2 separate regions of the Gossypium hirsutum genome follow, and region 1 is linked to region 2. Evidence: chromatin contacts called from public Hi-C data. All regions are on one chromosome and are shown on one strand. The core of a region is the stretch at or near the end of the contact, and the rest is flanking DNA. Distances in the headings are between cores, read along the strand shown. Region 1 holds the start of LOC107929403 (homeobox-leucine zipper protein HAT4-like). Region 2 holds the start of LOC107939539 (nudix hydrolase 8).

Region 1 (3,390 bases), core at 286-2,785, 130 kb before region 2:
ACTAACTTGGATTATTTCTTGAAAATTAGGTAATTTACCAAACCTATCAAGACATCTTATTTAGTTCTCCCTTTAGTATCCAAATTTTATTAATGCATCTTTTTTTTAATATTTCAAATTTATTTATTTACTTTCACTTAGCAATATACTGAACCTTTTGACACGAAAAGAGATGACAACCCAAGCACCCCACCCTGGTTACTCAGCCCAGCACATTCCTAATTTTATTATTCCTAATAACATATCGAACCTTTTGACGCGAAGAGAGATGACAGCGAAGTACCTCATTTCGGTTACTCAGCCCAACACATTCTTAGAAATTAATTCCGGTTAGCGGAGTTTTACCTAACACGTCACACAACCTTTTGATGCGAACTAAAATGACAACCCAAGCACCTTACCCCGATTACTCAATTAGTCACGTCTTAAGCTGTACTCATAACCACAGAAATATTATTATTAATAAACGAAATCTTAATTTTGGAGGACTTAGAAAAAAAACAATCAAGTGTCAAAAATAAGTTTTAGTAATCACCTTAATAGTCATGAACATATTTTGAGCATGCAAATGTATTAAGTGTCCTATTGTATTTAGACTTAATCAAATTTACCAAAATTAAGATAAGGTTAACTCTATTTAATCCCTCTGCTTTATAAAAAAACCTCAAAAACTTATCTAATAGTTGATACACTTGGAATTAACAACAATCAATAGTTTAGGAACAACTATTCAATTTTAATTTAACTTAAGCATTAGTAAAATAGAAAGATGGAGTGTATGATGAGAAAAGAGCACCTATGATTTTTAATCTTTTTTAATGGAATATGAGTATTATCTAAAAAAAAAACTATGATTTTTGTATTGAAAATAATAAATGAATTTTAAATTGAATTAAAAGGAGATTGCTACATTTATAATACTCAAAAGTTGTGAATCATGCCTTTATTAATGCATTTATTGGTCAAGATTTTAATTGGCCACCAAAGCGTGGTAAATGCCACCCCCGTTAGAAACGAAATGGAAAGTTAATTTGGGTGTAAATTAGGTAAGCAGATAATTAAGTAACAAGTCAAAGATTAGACAATATATAAAAGCAAACATTAAGAATGATGAATTTCACAATATCTTTATTTACTTATTAATGAGACAATATGCAAAACGTTTATATAATAAAGAGCATTTAGAAAGGTAAATGGTTAAAAAAGGTTAAAAGTGAGACAAAGGAGCATAGGGGGAAGGGGTAGGTATTATTTTGGGGAGCAAATTGCCATGATTGAGATAATTGGCCTCCTCAATGACAGCAAGTCATCATCGAACTTTCACTTGCACTCCATTCTTTAGCTTTCTATATAATACCCCCCTTTCTCACATCCCCAACCCATCATCACCTCCCTTCCCCCCCCCCCTCTCTCTCCCCCTTATCAAAGCCCAAGTCTTTTCCTTTCCTTTTTTTCTCTCTGTTTCTCACCCTTTTTCATACAGGGAAAAGAAGAAAGAAGCTTTGTTTGGCAAAAGAGAAAATAATCTAAAACGATGGTGGGAAAAGAAGATCTGGGTTTGAGTCTCAGTTTGGGTTTTCCTCAGAATCGCCACTCCTTGCAGCTGAATCTAAGGCCTTCTTTGATTCCTTCCTCCGTTGATTCTTGCTCTTCGGTCCCTTCTGGGTTTACAGCCATTCACAAATCATTATGGAACGATGTTTCTGCTCCTTCAGGTTTGTTTCTTAACTCTCTTCTTTTTTTCCCCTTTGGTTTCCCGAGAACCAAACAAACCTTAAAGAAATCAATTTCTTTGCGTCCTTCAATGCTCTACTGTCACCCAACCAAAATATTTTCCTCATGCTTGAAGTAGCTTTTTTGACAATCGTTTTCACATGCAGACCCCCACCCTAAAATCTGCTACTTTTTTCTAGATCTAAGCCTGAAAATTCTTTTTCTTTTCTTCAATAATCAGATAAAGTTTCCATTTTTTTCTGAAAAAGTACAGTATTTGCATGCAGATCCTAACGCAGAATCTTTCCGAGGCGAGACTAGATCATTTCTTAGAGGAATCGACGTGAACAGATTGCCATCTACGGTCGATTGCGAAGAAGCAGCTGGAGTTTCATCTCCGAACAGCACGATATCGAGTGTGAGTGGGAAAAGGAGCGAAAGGGAAGGCACTAATGGAGATGAGCTTGATATTGAAAGAGCTTGTTCTCGTGGCATCAGTGATGAGGAAGATGGTGACGCTTCGAGAAAAAAACTTAGGCTTTCGAAGGATCAGTCTGCTATTCTTGAAGAAAGCTTTAAAGAAAACAACACTCTGAACCCAGTAAGTAATTCCAACGCAAGCTTTGATGTTATAATATAACTGTTTTCTTAGTAACCAAACAGAAAATATTTGGAGTGGTTTTTTTGGTAAATAAGCTAATAAAACGATGGCTGTTTTGTATCTTTACAGAAACAAAAGATGGCTTTGGCTAAGCAGCTGGGATTGCGACCCAGACAAGTTGAAGTTTGGTTCCAAAACAGAAGGGCGAGGTAGAACGATTTGCCTTGTTAGTAAATTTACTGTTATGTCCTTCTGGTGTAACATTATTTACTAAATACTGGACTTCTTAAAATTCTTTTTGCAGGACCAAGCTGAAGCAAACTGAGGTTGACTGTGAGTTCCTAAAGAGATGCTGTGAGAATCTGACGGAGGAAAACAGGCGGTTGCAGAAGGAAGTTCAGGAGCTGAGAGCACTGAAACTTTCTCCTCAGTTCTACATGCAAATGACCCCACCTACGACCCTCACCATGTGCCCATCGTGTGAGAGAGTAGGTGCATCATCCACCGTTGATCCAAGATCCCATCATCAGCTACCCCAGAACCACCACAGGGCCATCCCCATCAACCCTTGGGCTCCGGCTGCTGCCCCAATCCCTCATGGACCGTTGGATGCTCTTCGGCTTCGATCGTAATTTTTCAACCAATGCTCAAGGGCGTTTTTGTCAAATGTTTAAAAAAAAAAAGAAGCATCACAAATTGAGTACGGAGAATATTTAGTGCTTTTTAGAGCATCGTACCAATCCCATGTTCAAAGCTCTTTAAGGTCTAAGATATGGTGGTTAGAATGTGATTTTGGTGGGACATCATGTTTTGTATTATTGGACCCACCTAAATCTAATCCCTGTTTAATGTTAACATATTCAATTAGTTTAATTTTTTTTAATGTTAATCGATGATGCCTAATTAAATGACCTCTTCCTTGGTATGTTTAATTATTAAATTTGACTGAACTTGAAAGCTAATCTTGTGTTCCAAATTCCAATTCAAGTTACAAGGTGCCTTAAAAAACAACTAAAAGGGGAGAATTTGGGCTAAGCTGTGAGTCTCTCTTTGGAAGATGGGAACATTAAGAAAGT
Region 2 (3,341 bases), core at 507-3,006:
ATTATTGAAAGAGTGAATTGAATGCAAAATATAGGCAAAATGTTTCTCCAGTTTCACCTTCTTTCCCTCAACTTTTTGTCAATTCATCCAACTTAAGTGCTAATTGTCAACCGCTTAAGTTCTCATCTACTTCCAATCTCTCTATTTTCTCTAAAAGTATCAGTATCCAACATTTATAAGGTATGAAACCATATAAGACTTATATGTAGTTCATGAGCACTCAAGTCTGGATAACATAGGTTTAGTGAAGCCAGTGAAACATTTGTGCCATGTTTTAATGTCTGGAAGATACCTTGATAGCAACTGGAACAAGATCTGATTTTTCCACTGGCAACTTCAGCCAAATTCCCTTCTTTCCCTGCAGATAATGAATTAAGATCAGTAATATCCTAAACTTACTGCTGTCCGGCCATCTCTTGATAATAAAAAGTTGCATTTTTATGTCATGACTTCACCTAAAAATTGTCCTTCTTAAATACCTACATGTCTCTCGAGGTTTTGTCACCAAAGGTTGTGACATACCCGTCACAATATAAATACAGGGAAGCACTATGGTTAAAGACTTGGGAGGCAAAGAAAACAAAGCACAGACAGAGATTTATATCACCTTTGATTTCCAGTGAGAAATTGAGAAACTAAGCATGGAAGCAAAGACAGTTGAATTAGCTGGTAATCTTTCTGAATCAACAATGACTCCACCATATTCATCATCAAAAGAATCCAATATTCTCAAATTCCTCGAAAACAAACTTGAATTTGTGCCATTAATCTGATATAATAAATTTCCTGCTCCAAGTTTTTCTTCATCAACTGAACTGACAGCTTGCTTTGGCACATAACTGTAGTTCGGAGTACTTGAATGAGAAGCCTTCGGAGATATACCTGAAATCATTACTTTCCAATCAATGGCATCTTAAGCTAATCATTTCCCTACATGAAACAGAATCAAAACAGGACAACTAATCCTCAACTTTATGTTCTGTTTTACATCAGGAATCGGACAAAAATTGAATTGACTGAACATAACCTGCCAGGCCCTTCTAATTAAAAGTATAAGAATTTAAAATTACCTCTGCAAGAACTGAAGTGTGGGGTGGATTTAACTTCAACCAATGGCCTGAAACTCGAAAACTGGCTTGAATTTGTCCTTTCAAGACGTGCTATCTCAGACATTGGCATATACTTTGAACTAAAAAAGCTGCACTCCATTTATGTCAGTATGCGAAACTCTCAAACGACTTTTAAACACCAACCCTGACCTAAACCCCCACTGGTTTAACGATACCCTAACTGCATAATACATATAAATTATCCTGACATATATAAAAACAAAACGATTGTAACTATCAGAATAATTTTGATTCCAGAAAACAAGAAAGATTTATAGAATTTAACGTTGCCAAAGACAACGGATTGGCCAAAGAGATTGCTTGAGAAATTAAAACACCACTTTGAAAATGTAGTGAGAGGGGGGAAAACAAACAAACAAACAAACACATGAAGCTTGATGAAGAGAATCCTTGGAACAAGGTTTAATGCTGGAGACAAGCCTCGTAAGCCATGAGTAAGCCTATATAATCTTTACCTAAATTAGCAAAACAAAATGAATAAAGTTAAAAAAAGTTAAGAGTGATGTGTTTGGTGAAGCTGTGGTGAGAAATGGGTGTTGGGTGATGGATCACAATCAAAAAGAAAGAGCCAACTTTATATATATGAAGATCTGCAATTCATTCACGGCTGAAATGAAAGAAAAAAGAGGGAACTTGGGAACTGATTTGTTTGGTAGCTATTTTAATTGTGGCTCCCACTAAATTGGAGCATCCCTTAATTATATTTTTCGACTCTTAGCTGAAGGGGAGATTCGAAATTCAATTTTTAAAATTATTTTTTATATAAATTAAAAAAATTATATTATAAGTATAAATACTTATTCATTTTTAGAATGGTTATAGTAAAAAGTTATTATAAAAAATAAATTATATTTATAATATATTTATTTATAAAAGATTATGACTAAAAATTTATTCATATAACATATTTATATGTTCATGTTATATATTATAAAAATAATATATTTATTCATAAAAAGTATTATTGTTTTTTATCATAATTTATTTATAAAAAATATTATGAAAGTTTTAGACAATTTATAAAAAAAATTAATAAAGATTATATATTTTAAATTTTATATTAATTTTTATTAAATTTAGATATTATAAAAAGTGATATAATTTAGTATAAAATTTTCTTCAAATTAAATTTATAGAAATTTTTATAATTAAAGCTAAAGACTATTTAGACTATGAACTCAAATATTATAAGATCGATGTTAATTATGTAAATAGAAAAAAAAATTTACATCATATCGTAGGATATAATACAATTAGAGAGAATGGTGCGATAAATAAAAATTGTAGACAATTTGCGAACTCTTTAATATGAAACATTATTTGACTTATAATCTTTTAAAAAAAAAACTATACACTTGATATAATTTAAAGTATATATCTTTCATTTTAATACAATATTCCTTAAATCGAAAAAATTTGTACAGCGTTATATTGTCGCGTGGTATGCACACCCTTCTCACGCGTGTGAAACTATCGAAGTAGCATTCTTTTTATTTTTAATTATTTTTTGGTTTAGTGAGTAAAAATTGCGTGGATAGCATTACCACACGTGAGTTTCTGATGTCTGGTCGAGGCTTTTGAGAGAACTGCTGGACACTTGTTTTTCTGGTGCTGCTCGAAAAGGTTTTGATCCCATACTGCAGGAAACATTATAGTAGAGAAGTACACTCTATTTAGCCATCAGAATTTGTGATGAAATGACTCATCACACCCGTCTAATTGATAATCTTTATTTATCTAAGGGAACAGTGCTAGATTTCTTAGCAACCTAATTCTATTATTTGGAAAATAAGGATTCAAATATGAACAGTAAGGATAGTTTATTTAATTATGAAATAAGTGAGGGACCCATATAATACTTTGCATGATGAATTGTGTTGAAGCCCACTTGTAATGAATGATAGTGACGGCTACCAAAATCAATCTCATAATAACAATGCTTTTTTCCTTAATCCATCAATGATCTTTACATTAATCGCCTTGAAAAAAATTAAAGTTTGTAAACTTCAAAGTATTTAAACCTACTAATTACTTATGTTATTAAGATTTTTCAATGTTTTTTAAATAATTTACACAGTAATTTGTTTTAGAAAACTACAAAGGGAAGGGTTCACATTTATCACGTTTAATTCATTGCGTATGTGAATGGACCCAACCACCTCACCTAACTGTTTTCCACTATACCAAAATATAAAATTAATAGTAAAAGAA

What was found. Hi-C and Micro-C count contacts between places; a contact is called where the count stands out from the background.
Region 1: a Hi-C map of callus shows a contact between it and region 2, with 2.0 times the contacts expected there. The contact joins the promoter of LOC107929403 here to the promoter of LOC107939539 in region 2. A contact is called at or near these places in 2 of 34 Hi-C or Micro-C datasets (callus and leaf).

What each region holds. Positions count from the first base shown.
Region 1 is chrA08:114,427,207-114,430,596 of Gossypium_hirsutum_v2.1, reverse strand. LOC107929403 (homeobox-leucine zipper protein HAT4-like) reads left to right here and starts at 1,535. Exons shown (of 4, transcript NM_001327301.1): 1 at 1,535-1,715; 2 at 2,001-2,314; 3 at 2,444-2,523; 4 at 2,619-2,946. The coding sequence starts at 1,535. The coding sequence ends at 2,946.
Region 2 is chrA08:114,294,889-114,298,229 of Gossypium_hirsutum_v2.1, reverse strand. It overlaps LOC107939539 (nudix hydrolase 8), which reads right to left and starts at 1,756. Exons shown (of 9, transcript XM_016872883.2): 1 at 1,071-1,756; 2 at 608-882; 3 at 293-358. The coding sequence starts at 1,209.